2 separate regions of the Sus scrofa genome follow, and region 1 is linked to region 2. Evidence: chromatin contacts called from public HiChIP or PLAC-seq data. All regions are on one chromosome and are shown on one strand. The core of a region is the stretch at or near the end of the contact, and the rest is flanking DNA. Distances in the headings are between cores, read along the strand shown.

Region 1 (4,031 bases), core at 9-2,508, 290 kb before region 2:
TGAGTCCGTTGGGGTTGCCAGCTTAAACCCTCATTGAGAGAGGAAGCTCAGGCCCAGGGAGGAGTTCTCCCTGCTCAAGGTCACCGGACAGTCCAGTCCAGTCCAGCCTCCAGTTTAGGAGGCAAGACCAGTTCTCCCAGGAGCTGAGCCCTTTGCGGGCAGGCAGGCAGGCTTCAGGTCGGAGGTGAAGCAGGACCTAGTGGAAGACTGGGGCAAGACTTTGGGGCTTGCAGCATGTGAAGGATGAGAAACTCCACTGGGTCTCTCCCTTTTCCCACTAGGGCACGTGCTCGCCAACTGGATTTGGAAGTCTCCTGACCCGTTTGTCCTCAGGGATCAAAGAAATGACTCAATGAAGCACTTAGGACATCATTGGCACTAGGGGGTGGGGTATGATTCAGGAGTCATCACTCACGGATTCTTATTTGTGGCCTCCTCCCTGCCCCTTCAAGCCAGGGATCTCGGGATTCAGGGATCCACCGCTTGAGACCCTTCCCTGGCTCTGACACTCCAGACACTTTTTTCGCGTCTCCACCTGCCAAGCAGTCTCTGTGCCCAAAGAAGACACCTGGACCGCAACTCCGGGGCGGGGAGGCGGCTCCACTCAGCTGCCTCGTGCTTGCCTCCCACATGGAAGGCAGGATCTCAGGACCCCTGGAGCTTCCGACCTCCCCTTGATCCTGCGCGGGCCCACCCTCACCCGAAGCTCCTCAGGCTTTTCTGCCCCTGCCCGGCCTTCTCTGCTGCGGGGACTGTCCCCCTCTCCCCCACCCACTCCGGCTCGCGTCCGGGCGGGTGTCGGTCCCCTCCGCTCGCCCCCACCCCCTTCCTCTCCCTCCTGCTTTTTCCTCCGTCGCTCCGCCCCCACGCCCCGCCCCTCTCCGCCGGGGCCCGCGTCCCCCCAGCCCATTCCCCATCCCGCGAGACCCCCTCCCTCAGAAGGGGGTGTGGGGAGGGGGAGCCCCGCGGCCTAGGCCCCCGCCCTCCCCGCGCGCCCCGCCCGAGCGCGCGCGCCCGCCGCCCCCCTCCGCGGCCTCCGGCTCCCCGCCTCCCCGCCTTCCCCTCCTCCTGGTGACGTCCGGGTCCCTGCCCGTCTGAAAACTCCGCGCCGCGGCGGTGGAGGCGGCGGCGGCGGCGGCGGCGGCAGCGGCGGCGGCGGCGGCGGCGGCGGAGGAGGAGCACCGGCGAGCCGAGGAGGCGGCGGCGGCGGCGGCCCGAGCGGGAGCCCAAGCGGCAGCGGCGGCCGCGGGAGCCGCGGGGAGCGCGGGGGCGGCCCGGAGCGCCCGGGGTCCCCGCGCCCCGCTCGCCCGCCGCGCTCCGAAGATGGTGGCGGCGCCGTGCGCCCGGAGGCTGGCCCGGCGTTCGCACTCGGCGCTGCTCGCGGCGCTCACCGTGCTGCTACTGCAGACGCTGGTCGTGTGGAATTTCAGCAGCCTAGACTCCGGGGCCGGGGAGCGCCGCGGGGGCGCAGCGGCTGGCGGCGCGGAGCAGCCGCCCCCGGCCCCGGCCCCGCGCCGAGAGCGCCGGGACCTGCCCGCCGAGCCAGCTGCAGCCCGAGGAGGAGGAGGCGGCGGCGGCGGAGGACGGGGGCCCCCGGCGCGGGCGCGGGGAGGCGGCCCCGGAGCACCCCGCGTGCAGCAGCTGGCCAGCCGGGGGGCACTGGCCTCGCGGGCGCTGGTAAGATGCCCTTTGGGCTCGCGTCCCGGAGGGAAGGAGGGAGATAGGCGGTTGCGACCCCGCGCCCCCCAGCCCTTGAACCTCGCTCAGGAGACTGGGACTCCCCAAGCCTTCTGGCTCCACATCGCTTTCCCCTGGAAACCAGGATGGGGGTCCCAGCTCAGGCTCACGGGCCGAGGGCTGCCCCCTTGGGGTCTGGGGAAGTTATCTCCGGAGGAGGTGCTTTGGGGGGTTACCAGAGCCTGGCTGGGTTCCTGTCTCCCGTCACTCTCCCTCGGCGCCCCGACTTGCTCTGTGCATATGGGTGTTGGTGCCTCCCTCCCGGTCTGAGAGAGTGGCCGTGCCCGGGACCTTCAGCCGCTGCCTGGGCGGTGGTGCTCACTGCATCGCTTGGGTTTTGGCCGAGCTGGGATGTATACCCCTCGGTCCTCTGCTTGCTGCCTAGTTGTCTTTGCCTGGCCTGAGAGGAGGTCCGAGATCAGTGCCCCAAGTCCTCAGTCGTGCCCTGGAATCCAGATTCAGTTTTGGGTGCCTGGTCTTACTCTGGGTCTCCTGTCTAACATCCCTGGATGCCTGAGACGCATGTCTGCCTCTTCCACGTCTAACCTTGCCCTCTCCTCCGCCCTCTCTGACTTTCCTCGCCCTGCGCTCCGGTGTCAGGGCATGGCCGCAATCTGGGTGTTTGTGTCTGGCCCTCTGTCTTGAGTATGGCTAATTCCTGTCACCAGCTGTGTGGCCGATCACAGCATCACGACTTAAGCTCCTGTGGGTTTACTTTGCCCTCCTTGGGTGTGAACAGCACAGACTCTGAAACTGTGCCTTCCGCAGATCTTCTGGGGCCATCTGAGTGGCTTCCTTCCCTGTCCCCAACTTCTCCAGGGTGCCTTTCACACCTTCTGTGGGCCTGGCTTAGCCCACTCTGCTCGGAGCTCGCAGGGTACGTCCCCAGTCTCCACACCCTGTGGGCGTGAGTGTCTGTCTTGAGGGAGAACGATGTGCTGAGTGTCTGTCTGTTATTTTCATCTTCCTGCCTGCCTAACAGAACTTCTCTGGGGCCTTGGGGACATTATACACCAGGGCGTAGTTTGAGGATCTTGGGCCGTGAATGCACATCTCTGTCGTCTGTCACTTCGGGAGCCCTCACTGAAGGCTGCCTGCTGCATCCGAAGACAGAGCATGATGCTCTTTGCTCTGCTAAACTTCTTTGGAGTCGAGGTGACTGTCTTTGCCAAAGCCTGGCTCTTTGGTGACTGTCGGCTGAGCCAGGGCAAGATGTGAGGCGATGGCATCTCGCGTTGCTGGCTGATCTGTGTGGGTAGCAGGGAGATGTCTTTTCTCCATTTGCGAATGGGAGAGTGGAGTGAGGTTCCTGATAGAGGACCAGAACATTCGGAGTGTCTCTTATTTATAGCAGAGAGTACTCTCAGACACTGCCTTTGAACTCCGGGAGTGAATAGTGATGTGTTTGGGCAGAAACGCAATTAGAAGTTCTTTCTGGATCCCAGAGCCCTAAGGGGAGGTGGTGTGGGAGGGGGTTCAGGACGTGCACCGTGAGCCCACAGAACGAACCCACGAGGATGGACACGGAGGTGTGGGGCTGTGCATCTGGGGTCCAGACAGCCCTTAGGAGATGCCTTTTCAGTGCACATCCCACCTGTTGAAATGAGTGGAGAGTAGGGAGGAGGCCCTGTTGGCTGCTTTCCTCCTGGGCCTCTGACATTTTGAGACTTTCGTCCACACCTGCTCTTTGCACGTTCAGTGCTGTGTCTCCCTCTCTCATCCCCCAGCCCAGATGCACAGAAGTTTGCAGTTGGGAAGGGAGGTGGGAACGTGGCATTTTTCCTTTTTTATTCCTTTTGGAATGCCAGTTCCAGCCACGGAGTTGCTCTGCTTTTCGGAAACTGCTTTCCCTGCAAGTTCAGTGACGGTGCCCCTACACACATCTCCCAGGGTCTCCATTTCTTCTGATAGATACATATATTTCTTTTTGCCTTTTTTTCTGCACTCCTCCCATCTTCGTGGTTGTCTTCCATGCTGTTGTTCACTGCGGTCTCTCCTGGATTTGAACTTTTTCTGTCTGTCTCCTCTCTCTTCCTGTCCCCAACTCATACCCTCATGCCTGGCCAGATCCTAAAATCACAGCACAGACATGCCCTGTGGAGCGGGGGTCTGTCCCCCTCTAGCTTCAGCCACCCAGCCCCTGCCCTTCCATGGAGCTCAAACAGACCAGAAGGGGGCAGGCTGTTCCCAAAGTCCGGTGTCACCGGAGCTGAGGTTGCAGGCGAGGAGAGGACCAGACCATTTGGCAGGCCAGGGAGGCCCTCAGAACATGTGGTTTGTCTGCTGACCCTGCC
Region 2 (4,062 bases), core at 1,531-4,030:
AGCCAATTGGCATCACTACAGTCCTGCTTTGAACTAAGTCTAAATCTCTAGCCAGAAACCGGCTAGAAGGGATACAGTCTTGAGCGCCCTCTGTAGGAGAGATCGCACAACCCACTCCACCATCCAGACATCAAACACCATTAAATACCCGCCCAGGGAGTTCCCACTGTGCCTCAGTGACAACGAACCTGACTAGTATCCATTAGGACTTGGGTTCAGTCCCTGGCCAGTGGGTTAAGGATTGGGCATTGCCACGAGCTGCGGCATAGGTCACCAACGAGGCTTGGATCTGGTGTTGCTGTGGCTGTGGTGTAAGCCAGCAGCTGCAGCTCCTATTCAACCCCTAGCTTGGGAACTTCCATATGCCATGGGTGCAGCCCTAAAAAACAAAACCTAACTAAAAACCACACCCAGGAACACTGTGCCATCTCAGAGCCTTTTTCTAGCATTTCATCTGCAGCTTAACCTGGCAGTTAGTGGGATAATTTTAGTGTGCTAGTATGTTTTGTTTGACCCTGGTGCCAGTTTTGTTTTGCTTAATTCAGGTGCTTTCTTTGAAAATTAATAAGCCCACTTAAAAATAGCAATATTGGAGTTCCTGTCGTGGTTCAGTGGTTAACGAATCCAACTAGGAGCCATGAGGTTGCGGGTTCAATCCCTGGCCTTGCTCAATGGGTTAAGGATCCGGTGTTGCCATGAGCTGTGGTGTAGGTCACAGATGAGGCTTGGCTCTGGTGTTACTGTAGCTGTAGCATAGCTGTGGCAGCTACAGCTCCAATGAGACCCCTAGCCTGGGAATCCATATGCCACAGGTGCGGCCCTAGAAAAGACAAAAAGACAAAAAAAAAAAGCAATATTCCCCATGGAAATCCAGATTTCCAGCTCATCTTGAAAAAGCCAAGGGCCTGCTAATGCTGTACCTGAATTTTCTCATGCTGTCATCTGGATCTTAGACAAAGCCAGTGTGCTATATAGGTCCCTGCACCCCCAGCCCGGCTGGCATTTCAATGTGACATCTCTGCTATAGATGTCCTCCACCACTGCTGATGGACGTGTCGTTGTGGCTGGCTCTGTGACTCAGTTTACCCGGATGACCACAGCAGAGAGGGACGAAAGCAAACAGTGGGATTTCCTGATTTTTGAAGACGTCACCCCAGCATCCTTATGTTGTGTCATTTTCCTTAATTTTAGCTTGGATTTCATCCAGCTATTTATAGATCGTTCGTATCTTCCTGACAGCCTGTGTTCTTTATGTTTAAGAGGAGGCCCAGACCTGAAGATGCCCTGGCAGTTAGCACAGACTAGTACAGTGTGTTCCGGCCACTCAGCTGGAGAGGCTTGGGTGGAAAAAAAAGACTCATGGCCCTATAGTGTGTTGTGTTCCTACTAAGTGTCCATTGCTCTGCTGAGCCTTTCGCACACAGGATCCAGTCTCATGCTTACAGCCAGTCAGCGCAAAAATAAGAATTATGATTTTTGTTTGTCAAGAGAAGAAAGGGAGTCTTTGGGAACCTAAGTGATTTTCCCAAAGTCACACAGCCGCTAAGTGCTAGGATTTGAACCAAATTCTCTGGCCCCAAAGCCTGTGGAAGCGGGGAGGAGCCGAACAAGATTCCATGAAGGTGGTTACTTAACTAGCCCTGATATTGGGGTGTCCACCGTTAGAGAAGGAAGACCCTTCTTCCCTTCCAGGTAACTTGTAGTGCATGTTTTGTGCAAAGTCGCATCATGAAAAGGGGACCCGCTCTAAGTTGATAGACTTGTGTCTGAATTACATCCACCCTGGTACTGTTGTTTTAGCCTACTCAGTATTTATTCTCTGTCTGCTATTCCAGCCCCTGTGCCAGGAACTGGGTACAACACAGAGGTTAAAATTATACCTGTGCTTTGGAGTTCCACTGCGGCTCAGCGGTAACGAACCCGATTAGTATCCATGAGGACGTGGGTTTAATCCCTGGCCTTGCTCAGTGGGTTAAGGATCTGGCGCTGCCGTGAGTTGTGGTGTAGGTGGCAGATGCAGCTCGAGTCTGCCATTGCTGTGACTCTGGTAGACCAGCGGCTACAGCTCCGATTTCGACCCCTAGCCCAGGAACCTCCATATGCCACAGATCCAGCCCTAAAAAAGACAAAAGAAAATTATATCAATTTTTTAGGTCACACCTCCTGGATTGGAGTTCAGGTCTACTATGTCCTGCCTGTGTTGCATTGGACAAGTGACTTAACCTCTCTGAGCCTGTTCCCTTATCTCTACACTGAAAATATGAATCCACTTAAGAGATTGGTGGATTAAATGAGATGCTGTTTATAAAGCATTCGGCACATCATAAATGCCCAGTGATGGTGACTGTGGTGGTGCTAACAATGTCATTGCCGAGTTAAAAGTTGGACCAAAGTATTGCAGGTGGAAGAAATAAATAGATGACTCATGGGCCAGGGTTGTGCCTTTGGCTGTGTGAGTACATCCTGTCCAGTTGATGTGCATTAGCAGTTGACAAATGGTACCCAAATGGCATAACATGAAGGACAGGATAACGCCTCAGGCTAAGGAGATGCTGCCTGCACCTCCTCTAAAACCCTAAGACCTAAGGTTCTCTGGACAGAATAGCTCCCATGTTCCAACACTCACGTGTGAGCTCTCAGCTGGGATTCTCTCACTTAGATGAATTAAGGACAGCAGTTGAGGGTTAATTTAATGGTAAAGGAACCAATGTGCCATCAGGGGCCGCTGCTTCCTCTTTGTCTGCTGAGGCGTCACCAGCCTCACCCACAAGCCCAGCCACGCCCCTCTTCCCACGTGTCTCCCTCGTGTGCATACTGGGCGGGGCTTAGCTCTAGTTCTGCCCTGATGGTGTGCCAGGAAAGACTCTTTTTGGTAGGAAGTGACAGAAACCCAGCTCAAACTCGCATAAAGGGAAAAGGAAGTTATTGGGTGATGCGACTGGAATATTAGTATCTGACTTCAGACATAACTGAATTAGGCAGCTTTAAATGACATCGTCAGGCCCAGAATATCTCTGTTAATTCATTTTGTTGTTGTTGTTTATTTTGGCCATTTAATTATTTCTTATTATTCCTGGAGAATACAGTGAACACATCACATCAACTAGCCAAGAAGTTCGCTGGCAGAAATCTTTTTTTCTAAATTGAGATATAGGGCCTCCCGTCATGGCTCAGCATGAATGAAACCGACTAGTATCCATGAGGATTCGGGTTCGATCCCTGGCCTTGCTCAGTGGGTTAAGAATCCAGCATTGCCATGAGCTGCGGTGTAGGTCACAGACGCAGCTTGGATCCTGCATTGCTGTGGCTGTGGTGTAGGCCAGCAGCTGCAGCTCCAGTTCGACCCCTCGCCTGGGAACTTCCACATGCTGTGGGAACAACCCTAAAAAGAACCCCCCCAAAAAGGAGGGGTTGAATCAGATGGTTTCCAAATTCCCCCTCATTCTGATGCTCCATCCCTTGGAAAAGACAAAGGCAAGGAGTTAAGAAGAGAGACGGGGAGGGCCGAAAGCAAGCAGTGAGATACAAAAGCCACGGGGTACCTCAGTTTTTAATTCCACGTGGTTCCTAATAGCAGTTTGGACTTTCTGTCCCCACCTCCAGCCTTTAGCAGCCAATTTGGACTTCCAGCTCCTGCTGCTAAGCGATGGCACAAAGGCAAACTAGTATTTTAATAGTTGCCAAATTGGTCCTGACTGTTCCATAATTAAATGAAGGGGCATGTTGTGTTCACTGAATTTCCCTGCTTTCCTCCAAAACGGAGGTAACTAGATACAGTGAAAGACATGTAGCATCATTTCCCCAGATAAGCGCTGCAGGGCCGGCAGAAGCAGGTGTCCCGAATAAGCCGGTCTTGGTGAACATCCCCGGGAACTCGTGGCTTCTGCTCAGGGAGCCTGGGAGACGTTTCCCACATCTCGGCAGCCTGGTCTCAGTGCGGGGACAGGCCCCCTACAGGGAGATGGGAAGGGTCATTCATCCTCCTCCTGTCCTCAAATAGAGTTTCCTCTGGGACTTTTCCCACCTTGGTGGGTCTAAGTTCTCCAAATGGTTCAAGGTCAC

Evidence for each region. HiChIP or PLAC-seq counts read pairs in DNA pulled down with a chosen protein or histone mark.
Region 1: an H3K27ac HiChIP or PLAC-seq map of alveolar macrophages shows a contact between it and region 2. The contact joins the promoter of XYLT1 here to the enhancer-like site in region 2. A contact is called at or near these places in 2 of 5 promoter capture datasets (fetal liver and fetal skeletal muscle), 10 of 47 Hi-C or Micro-C datasets (blood, brain, embryonic fibroblasts and 6 more) and 1 of 2 datasets of contacts at active chromatin or transcription factors (alveolar macrophages).

What each region holds. Positions count from the first base shown.
Region 1 is chr3:27,489,856-27,493,886 of Sscrofa11.1, reverse strand. It overlaps XYLT1 (xylosyltransferase 1), which reads left to right and starts at 1,258. Exons shown (of 12, transcript XM_021086555.1): 1 at 1,258-1,677. The coding sequence starts at 1,324.
Region 2 is chr3:27,203,484-27,207,545 of Sscrofa11.1, reverse strand. The region is part of intron 6 of XYLT1 (xylosyltransferase 1); the gene reads left to right. Among named protein-coding and RNA genes, the nearest start is that of XYLT1, 290 kb to the left of the region's middle. Within about 2 kb of position 2,780, at least 5 of the 83 cell types and tissues checked have an H3K27ac peak or open chromatin away from gene starts, as enhancers often do. A contact at or near this core is called in alveolar macrophages, where this site is marked.